Linked DNA regions of Ovis aries: regions 2 and 3 are each linked to region 1. The links are chromatin contacts, called in public Hi-C maps. All regions are on one chromosome and are shown on one strand. The core of a region is the stretch at or near the end of the contact, and the rest is flanking DNA. Distances in the headings are between cores, read along the strand shown. Region 1 holds the start of ZNF639 (zinc finger protein 639). Region 2 holds the start of ZMAT3 (zinc finger matrin-type 3). Region 3 holds the start of PIK3CA (phosphatidylinositol-4,5-bisphosphate 3-kinase catalytic subunit alpha).

Region 1 (3,388 bases), core at 459-2,958:
TACCTAAGGATGTCATACACACATTTGCTCACTAGTCCTCCTCTTTTAATGGGAAGATTCTGAACATGCAATTTTTCACTCAAGTCCTCTTCCTCACTTAAAAAGCTACAGATAAAATTAATATGCCACTGTAGTAAAATCAGAAAAATAAAATAATTAAATCACTTAGAATCTATTCATCCAGAAAAACACTGTTAACATGGTCTTCCCTGGTAGCTCGGTGGTAAGGAATCTGCCTATAATGAAGGAGACACAAGAGAAATCGGTTGGATCCCTGGCTTGGGAAGATCCCCTGGAGAAGGAAATGGCAACCCACTCCGGTATTCTTGCCTGGGAAATTCCATGGACAGAAGAGCCTGGTGGGCTACAGTCTTTAGCTACAAGGCTTAGCGACTAAACATTCCAAAGTATAGACATGTAGACATTTGCTCATGCTAAGGGATTCACACATACTTTAAATTTACAAAAAGCTAACCATGCCATCTAAAACACTCATTAAAAAAAAAAAAAACAACTTAGAAGACACTTGTAATCATCTTTCCAGCTGTCACTTCTTCAACAATAAGAACGTCTAAGTACAAACCACAATACAGATCGGCAGACTCCTACCGGCAGTCAGCACTTGTATCAAAGAGTTCAATCTTTTTAAGACCTTTCATGCAATGTAAATATATATAAGACAAGCATTTACAATAAAAAGCGGTTCTCTACTAAAGAGTTTTAGAAGCATGTTGTTCCCCAGCCTCATTTTGAAACAAGTGTATCTTTTCCAGATTTTGAAAGACAGGAGAAAACAAAAATGCTGCAGGAAACTTTAGAACCCACCACACGTCCCATTTAGTGTCAGTGTTTGCTTTATCTCTTTGCTTACAGATAAACTGCCTCAAAGCACTCTTGTCCCTAGATTGTACTAAAAAACAAAACCAAAATGGGTTCGAAGTACCCTAATAAGTGCCTTAGACTATACTGGCTGGGGGCTTAAGAGCCTGAAGGTTGTGACTCCCGGCGCGGGCAAAGGATGCGCCGCCGGAGGGTCACCACGCCAGCCGGCAAGGCCTGAGGGCCAGCGTGGCACGGATGGGGGCCCGCGGCCCAGAGAGGCCGCGCAGGAGCCATCGGGACCCGGCTTCTCCACCCGCGCGCCACGTACTGGCCCCATTCGGGCCCGGCGACTAGCCAGGAGTCCCAAGTCCCGACCCCAAAGGCACCACTCGGAAAAAAAGCAGCGGGGGACCGAGGCCAGCCGGGGCCGAGGTGCCCTCCGCAGGGTTGGAACTGCCTTCGGGATGGGGGAGGGGCGCGCCATCCCGCCAGAAAACGAAGGCAGGGTTTCAGTTTTAAAGGCGCCATCCGGTCTTCCCTGCCCTCTCCCGCAGGAAGCTGCGCCCGCACGCCCGCGGCCCCTGCAGCAGTCCGGCGCCCGGGCCGCTCCGCCCTCACACTCACCAGTCCCCGGGGCCCGCCCGGCCAGCCCAGGCGCAGCTGCGAGGCGGCGGCCGAGACGCCCGAGCGCGGGCGGAGGGGTAGCGCAGCCCTGCCCGCAGGCGCACGGCGGCGGGCGGCGCCGCTTCTGGCCCTCGAGCTCCCCGGCGCTCCGCCGGGCCGGCCCCACTCCCTCCCCGCGCGCCCTACGCCCAGCCTGCGAGGCCCCGGGCCCAGGCTCCGCGGCCACACTCACCGCCGCGCTTCGCGCCTGCGCCGCACGCCTCAGGCCCGCCGAGAGGGCGGGGAGGTGACGAGGTGAGAGTGGGGGCTGGGGAGCGAGCGGCTTGGCCTCGCCTCGCTCCCGGGCTAGGAGGGACCACCGGCCTCCAGCCCCCGGGGCGGCTCGGCGGCCCGCGCCCCCTGCAGGCACCTCCGCGCCTTCGCGGGTGCCTTCCGGGAAGGGTACCGCGCGTCCCGGAAAGAGCGGGTGATTCCACCCTCTAGAATTGCTCCTGGCGAGGCTGCCGAGGGAACTCCCTCCACCACCGCCGCCCCGCTCTCCCTCCCGCCCAGAGGAAGTGGGAGCAGCAGCGCGCGCCAGACACCCTTTTCCCACCAAGTTCCTCCATGGGGACGGGCGAGAATGGTCTTGGTCGGGTTAGGCAAGGCATGTGGCATTTCAAACCCCACAGAGTGGAATGCCGCCTGTTGGGGACGAAAAGGGCAGCCGTCCGCAGTGCAGAAGGGGAAATATAAAGGATCGCGGGTCAGTCTTTATCTGAATTCCCTGCCTCAAAAAATGTTGGTGGAATGAATGTGAAATTATGGCGGATTGGATTAGATGATTTCACTTGTTCTGACCTTGAGTTTCTAGGAGCAGATGTAGAGAAGATTAAATTAAGTGAGCATAAATAAACTTGGGAACGGGGTGTGATCACGTTTAATCTTTTTGACAAAGAGTTAAGGTTGTTAGTCCAAATTTACAAATTAGTAAAGTGAGCTTGTGAGGGTGTAGAGACTAGGTTTTATTCATTAATGATTGTTAAGTGGATGATGCGGCCCTTCTGGATTATCATGTGCCCAAGGTCACTAGTAGGACTGCAGTGCGTGTTTTTTTCCTTTCATCGTGTGTGTGCTTTTCTTGGTTATCACATACTAACCAATCAATCACCAGATAATAATAATCATAGACCTTACTCTGACCCCATCAGCTAACTCCCAGGAGATAAAATCATATTTGAAAGAGACGCTAGTGTGTGAGTCTCAATTTTTACAATCTCATAACGTTATGTGTGTGCTCAGCCCAAATGAATATTTACGAATGCTGACATGGCCTGAATAAAGTACGAAGAGGTTTAGAGGCACCTTTTAATCCTAGTATAGTTAGTTACGGCACGGAATAGGGAATTGACACAGGTTTCTGGAATTTGTAAAGAACAGGGTGTTTCATTCCGCTCTCTCCCGGAGGGTTGTTTCTTGACCATATACGGTGGAGGCCACAAGGGGGTGGTATGGAACCACCTTTAACGCTCCTCTTTGCCTGCAGTGATGAAAACCAGGCGGCGGTCCTGGGAAAGAGGAGGTGGTTTTGCCTGCCAGCGTCTTGGTTCCACTAGCGTCGTGCTCTGGCCTCGAGAGCCTTTCGCGCTGGCAGCAGTTGGACATCAGCTCACTGTTGGCTAAACCGACTCTTCTGAGAACAAGCTCATAGAAAAGGTACACCACAACTAAATTTGGACTTTATTTCTTTCACCTCTTCCCTGCCTGGGACAGTAGTGTAATGAATCTATCTTTGATTTGGAGTATGTTTCTGTTTTCTATTGCCTTGTGAATAATGACGATTCCTACAGCGAGCCCCTGTTAAATAAATTACTGACAAGGAGTCTCACGCTCTGAGCATAGTTTGCCAAAAACCTGAGCACTTTATTTTTTGTAAACTTGAATATTTTCTCATATGATTCTT
Region 2 (3,388 bases), core at 437-2,936, 210 kb after region 1:
CTCTTGAGAGTCCCTTGGACTGCAAGGAGATCCAACCAGTCCATTCTAAAGGAGATCAGTCCTGGGTGCTCTTTGGAAGGAATGATGCTAAAGCTGAAACTCCAGTACTTTGGCCACCTCATGCGAAGAGTGGACTCATTGGAAAAAACTCTGATGCTGGGAGGGATTGGAGGCAGGAGGAGAAGGGGACAACAGAGGATGAGATGGCTGGATGGCATCATTGACTCAATGGATGTGAGTTTGAGTGAACTCTGGGAGTTGGTGATGGACAGGGAGGTCTGGCATGCTGCAATTCATGGGGTTGCAAAGAGTCGGACACGACTGAGCGAGTGAACTGAACTGAGGGTACATCTTGCTATAAATAGGTCTCCTTGATATTTTAATTAGAGTAAGTCTCCTACATATGAACAAGTTCCATTCTGACAGCAAGTTTGTAAGTCCAACAAAGTTAGCCTAGGTACCCAAAGAACACGGTCAGCTATATCGTAGTGTACTGTAATAGGTTTATAATACTTTTCTAATAATACATAAAAATAAACAAACACAAAGAATAAAGAAAACATTTGAAATCTTACAGTACAGTACCTTGAAAAGTAAGGTAGTACACTATAATAGCAGCCATACAGGGCCTGGCACCCAGTGAACAGACAAGAAGAGCTACTGACTAGAGGAGGGAGACGAGGTGGGAGACGGAAGAGCTGAAAGATCCTCAGCAATAGGAAATGGAGCACAAGGTACAATTTCACCCAAACCTGAGGTTCATGGAACCCATGTTGGCATCTTTGAAAGCTCTCAACTGGAAGGCTCATATATAGGGGACTTACTGTAATGCTTAAAAAGTAAGCACATAATGTTGTGAATGTACTTAATATCACTGAACTAAACACTTAAAAATGGTCAAAATTTATTTTACGAATATTTTACCCCCAAATGGTCCTATGGAAAAATTTACAAGTTAACGGAATTTTAATATTAATACTTGGCTCAGCCATCTCTCAATGTCAACCCTGAATGTGCTGAGGTTGACTATGAGAGGATGTGACCTGATAGCCTTAGCCAATCTCTTCCTAGTCTTTCCTGTCATGCAGGTGAGGTTGAGGGTGGGGTGGGGAGTGGTGGTGCGCCAGAGAGGATCTCTATCTCGCCAATTCTGCTGTTGCGTAGAGGGCAAGTCTGCGTGTATGTTTTCTTGAGTGATTGGAGACCTGAGCTGGCGGCCGCGCGCTATTTTTCCTTCATCCTGGAGAAAGGAGCAGTTTAAAGGTTCTGTCGCAGCAGGTGGGACGATCCTGGACATTCTGGCAGCTCCCCTCTGCCACTCTTAGCAGGCAATCAGCGGACGAGGGCAGGGCTGGAATGAAAAAGGGTTTGGATCTCAGTGACAGGAGATGAAAGTTGCGAAAACCCTGCCCAGCTTTCTGCTCTGGATCAACTTTCCAGGTTATAGGATGAACAAACTCTTAAGACTGGCAGTGGTGCGTCCTCCCTGTGACTCGTGCCTTTGTTCCCCACGCCTGCTCAGAGCCGCCGCGCTCACAGTCCCCGCACCTGCCGGGTGCGCACCCCACCCTCGCAGCGTGCTGGAGCCTCCGCCGCTGCCGCGGGCCCTGCTCCACCAGGCACATGCGCACTGGCGACGCCGGGCCGGCGCCTTCAGTCTCCTCCTCCGCCGCCTCCCGATTCCGCAGTCACTTCCTGCAGCTGTTTCCCTGTGGGTCCGTTTGGACTGACTTTTGACAGTCAGCCTTCAGCTGTGGAGGGGGCTCTGCCGGGCCAGCCGAGAAAGTTGCACGGAGGGAGGCGGAGTAGAATCGGGCCGAGCCGGGCGTGGAGGACGGACGGCGGCTGGCGTCCGGGGCAGGCGCGGCGCCCAGACTCCCGGCGCGTCCCGGGGGTTCCGGTAAGTGCCGGCGATCGCGAGCCTCGGGGCATTTAGGACGAGCACCGGAGCGACCAGGCTAGCAGTTCCTTTCCGGTGCGGTCTTTCCACCTGCCCTCCACGTGACCAGCTTGGGGTGCTTTTATTTATTTGTTTGTTTTTAAAGCATTTCACGTGTACTGTTTGGATCCTCTAGGCGTGCGGCTGCCTTGGCCCTAGCGCTTGCCCCCGCCCCGTGGGAGACCCGGGATTCCATCTTTCGTGATGGCATCCTCACGGGATTGAGGTGCGTGCGTGCGTGTTTGTGTATGTGTGTGTGTATGTGTGGGTATGTGAGTGCGCTCTGTTATGTATGCACGCACGTTTTAGAAATTTAAGATATATGTGGGCGATGCTGAAGTATATGTAGCTGTGATTCAAATACGTGAAAGGTTTCCTAGGATTCGGACCCGTCATAACTGAGACTGGAGAACATTCACCAGTTCACCAAGGCCTCTTCTTCCCAGGTTCTTGCGTTCTTTTGGGTCTTCCTTCTGTGATATACCTTACAACTGATTATTCTATTTCCTCTCTCATTCCTTCTTGCTGTGTTCTGATGACCTTTGAATAATGCTCACCGTCTTTCCCTCATTTTCGGAATCCCCAGTTACAGACTTCCCTAGTTTCCTGAGGTGCTAGTAAAACCTGTTCCCTTATTGTGTTTTCTTTCCCCCGAAGATTTCTCCAAATGAGAAAGTGGTTGTCTTTAATGCAGTATGTGAAGAGTAGGCCCCAGTTCGATCATGAAAACTATGCTACATGATCATTCCTTTTCTTTTAAACAGGGTAGACTGAGAAGCTTTGATTTTTTTTCATTGTCCCCTCCACCCCTTCCATACCAGGACATTAACCACCATAAATCCTTCATTTATGCTACTTCAAGCATCAAATTGAATGGCTTTTATGATCTGAGGAATATTTTATTTACATCAGGCATCAAGTTAGTTTCTTTTAATCTAATGCAATAGTTGAACAGACTTGAGTCCTATATGCTTTGAACCTCTTTATATTCCACCATATCTGCTTTCACTGAAGGCTTCGTTTTTAGATTTTTATTTTATGCTAGTTTTTTTTTTTTTTGCAAGTATAGTAATACCTGATGTAATTGTCTTGCATAGATACTTTTGGGGGAGTTGAAATTTTGATTGTTAAATATTACAAGAAAGAATTTTGGACTATCTAGCTATTCTTTAAACATTAAAAGGTAAAATGTGATAATGGGTAAGTCTGTACTGTATGAGAATTTTTTCTTCAATTCAAGTGATTTTATCAGGCCTTTATTTTGATGGAAGCCTGTAGCTGGGGGAGACACATGCTGGTATTTCCTCAAGTGGGAGTGAACTTTTATAAAACAAGTCCAGACATGTCTAGGCCATGGGTAACATTTGATTTTCTCTTTATATTGCTTATTTCCTTTATCCAGATGTTCTAACATCCCTCTTCACCATTTCTGACCTGGCAGCTTGTCAT
Region 3 (3,388 bases), core at 441-2,940, 160 kb after region 1:
CAGAACATGTGATGTTTAGATAGAGATCTATGCTGTCAACCAGAATTCAATGATTCAGTCTTTAAAAATGTTAAAAGAGACATATTAACAAATTCTTACACTACAGTTGCTTCTAGGATCCATTAATAAAGACGTGCTGTGATTTATATAAATTAGCAACGTGGTATCTTAAGTATTTTGTAAGTCTTTCCTTAACAACACGCAATCCAGTACATAAACAAATTTTGTACAGTGCAATGTAAGCAAACACCCAGAGAACCCAGCTTCTGAGCAGGAAAACATGCGACCGGTATTGCCCACAGTGGTTCAAATGTGGCCATAGTAATTACCTGATGACTTGAGTTAACAGAAGTTTACCTACCCAAGTTTTCCAAGGGTTCTCCCAGGCCTCACAAACTACGATTCAAAACATCATCTCGCAAACCCATGTACTGCATGTGCCCAAAGGCGCAGTGCTGGAATGAGGAAGCTTCACCAAACGAAATCACAACTCTACTTCATTAAAAAATATGAAGGCTGTTTTCACAGAAGCACTTCTTATTGCGCTCCCCTTACCCTTTATATAACTACGTAAACAGCTTCCCAATTAATGACATCCAAAACAGCTTTCGATTCCTAAGCCTGGTAACTAGCCATCATCGCCACTATTTCTTTAGCATCCTAAAATAAACCCCTCAAGCCGCGATCAAAACACACTGGCTGAACGTCTGGTGTTTACACAGTCCAATTCTGGGCGCTACCCTACCTTTCCGAGCCACTTAGGAGCTATGAAGCAGGCATCACATATCAGACTTACTAAAGACACAAATCGCGAGACAATGTCTCAGGTCTATGAATGAAAAGATCCAATACGTTTGACTGTCTCGGTTAAAAGGAAAAAAAACAACTTCGAGAGGAAGGGTGGGAGAGGAACTACGGGCTACGGGGATGTAGCCTTCCAAGCCGCAGCCGGGCGATTTAAACCCAGTATGAGGCAAACGCAGGGTCGCCGGGCTGGCGCGGTCGGAGTCCTCGGGCGTGACAGCCCCTCAGGAAGAGCTCGCGGTTTGGCACCGGGGATCGCTCACGCCGCGGTGCTCGCGGGTCGGGTGGATGTGCAAGGGCGCGGGGGACCGAGCCACCGCGGCCGGGGCGGCGGCCCTGGGCGCACTTCCTCAGTCTCTAGCCGCCCCATCCCCAAAAATGGGAGAGGAAGGAAACGAAGAGCGAGGCGGCGGCCAGAGGGAGAAAAGAGGGAGCGGCGAGCCCTCGCCTCTGCATCTGGGTGAGGCCAGCGGCAGGCGGAGGAGAGCGGGGATCGCAGGCGAACTCTCCTGCGGGCCGAAGCTGGGAGAGACGACGGGCGGGCAGCCCCCGCCCAAGACGGCGGGCGCGCCCGAGAGTCGCCAGCACCCACCCGGCCCCATCCCGACCGCGCCCGCTCCCGGCCTGTCCGCGTTCTACTCACGCTCGGGGCTCCTCGAAGCTCCACGGCTCTAACCGCATCGGGTCCCAGCCCCGCGGGCGGCGGCGGCGGCGGCGCCGAGGGAGAGGAGAGCGGGCGGCACAGCCCCCGCCTCCCGGCCCCTCTCCCCCGCCGCTCCGGAGCTGCCCGGCCGGGCCCGAGCCCTGCCTCGCCGGCGGCCCCAGCCCCAGCGGCCGCGGCGGCAGCAGCCCGAGACCTCAGCGGCCGCAGCGGCGGCACCGGAACTGCCGCTTTCTCCTTCTCGCTGCCTCTCCCAGCTAGCCCCCGCCACACGCCCCCGCCCCCGTCTCCTTTCTCTGTCACCCCTGTTTTTTTTTCCTTTTGTTTCCAGAATAAACTTTATTGGTCTCTTTTTCCGCTCACATCGTGTAAACAAACAACGAACTCTTCCCCACCCCCTCGACTCCCCCCTCCTCGGGTAGAGGAGGGTAAGAGCTGAGGAGGGGCCGAGCCTACTGTGCCCCGGAAGTAGAGAACCAAACGAGGGGAAGTGAAACTGCGGAGACCAGGAGGGGGAAGTGGGCAAATCGGGTAACAGTGTGCCAGTGCGCCTGCGCCTTGGTTTTGTGCCCGAAGTTTGAGTGGCTTTGTGGCTCATTTTCGTGCAGCGCTGGTATTTAACGCTGTCGTCTTTTGCATTGGCGAGGCTGTTTTGTCATCTTGTGGAGGCACAGGTGTACGAACAGCAGGGATGCGCCTATCTGTTTCTACGAGCTGTAGGGCTGGATTGAGATGTAGAAAGGCGTATCGGGAGCAAGCGGGTCCATTCACTTTTACGCCCATAGAGGAAATGAGACTTACTCTCGTATAAGGGCGAGGGGAGGGGACGTAGTGGCTAACCGCCTCTTGTCAGTGGCTAACCAGAAATGGATATCGATACTAGAAGGCCTTTTACAAAACGTTGCTTCGCGTCCTTTTGCCAACGTAAGGTTAAGTTGTAGCCCATCCCGAAAGAGGAATGCGCTGCCGTAGTCCTCTGCAATGCTTTGACTCACTCAGGGAGACCTTTTGCAATGTCCTTTTTTTCAGATTTGAGTCAGCTTGTAGGATTCCATTCTGACCATTCAGAACACGTGCTTTTTTCGCGTAGTGCCCATGGAGACTTTAGAAAAACCATTTTGGTTCCAGATTAGATGCAGGGTGGTGGTTTGATACTGCGTGCCATAGAAGCTTCTTTTTGCTGGAGAGTAATAAGATCTGTTACGTTTTGAGATCACTACTGATAAGGGTCAGGTTTTCGGCGTGTTTCTCCCCCTAGTGGCCTTTGATTGTATTAAAAAGACATAGAAACAGTGATTAGCAGAAATTTGCAATACAAGTCCTCAAACTAGGGCCCTCTCTCGCATTTTAAGGAGTAGAGGACTTCAGAGTGACCCGCCCTAGAGATGTTACAATCCAGCTTGTCATTCAGTGCAGAAAGCTGACCGATAACCAGTTTTGCTCAAACACCACACATCCTTACCAATCCTAAAAAAAGAACCATTCCTTTATGTGGTCATAATTTCATTTGACTGTGTTTCTGTATTTCCTGTGCTTTTTCTCTTTTCTTAAGCTCTGGTTTTCATCTCATATTTCAGGGGTCTAAGTTTCTAAATATTTTCCTTGAACCAGTGTTTTTCAGCACTTTCAGAACACTGTTACTCAAGAGAAAGGAATTTAAACAAACAAAAAAAAGCAATGATATTGAATTACTAGTCAAAGGAAACATTAAGGCATCATTTCCCAAATTTGTGTTCCCAGGCCCAGAGTTTAGTGAGATCTTAATAGGTGGTCCATAGTGGTGAAAAATTGCAGTAAATACATGTTTTTTCCTAAAATTTGTTTTAATAGAAAGATGGTACATGCATTATATGATTTTTGTTGTGTAATAACCTGCCTTTGAGGCTTCCCTGATAGCTCAGAATCCGCCTGCAATGCAGGAAA

The links. Hi-C and Micro-C count contacts between places; a contact is called where the count stands out from the background.
Region 2: a contact with region 1 is called in a Hi-C map of muscle, with 4 times the contacts expected there. The contact joins the promoter of ZMAT3 here to the promoter of ZNF639 in region 1. A contact is called at or near these places in 6 of 16 Hi-C or Micro-C datasets (muscle, omental adipose tissue, retroperitoneal adipose tissue and 2 more).
Region 3: a contact with region 1 is called in a Hi-C map of tail adipose tissue, with 3 times the contacts expected there. The contact joins the promoter of PIK3CA here to the promoter of ZNF639 in region 1. A contact is called at or near these places in 4 of 16 Hi-C or Micro-C datasets (hypothalamus, liver, muscle and 1 more).

Annotation. Positions count from the first base shown.
Region 1 is chr1:208,561,822-208,565,209 of ARS-UI_Ramb_v3.0, forward strand. ZNF639 (zinc finger protein 639) reads right to left here and starts at 1,709. Exons shown (of 7, transcript XM_060393453.1): 1 at 1,447-1,709. LOC132657186 (a long non-coding RNA gene) reads left to right here and starts at 1,439. Exons shown (of 3, transcript XR_009594980.1): 1 at 1,439-1,740; 2 at 2,972-3,141.
Region 2 is chr1:208,767,988-208,771,375 of ARS-UI_Ramb_v3.0, forward strand. ZMAT3 (zinc finger matrin-type 3) reads left to right here and starts at 1,687. Exons shown (of 6, transcript XM_012098751.4): 1 at 1,687-1,900.
Region 3 is chr1:208,725,116-208,728,503 of ARS-UI_Ramb_v3.0, forward strand. It overlaps PIK3CA (phosphatidylinositol-4,5-bisphosphate 3-kinase catalytic subunit alpha), which reads right to left and starts at 1,691. Exons shown (of 21, transcript XM_015092541.3): 1 at 1,448-1,691.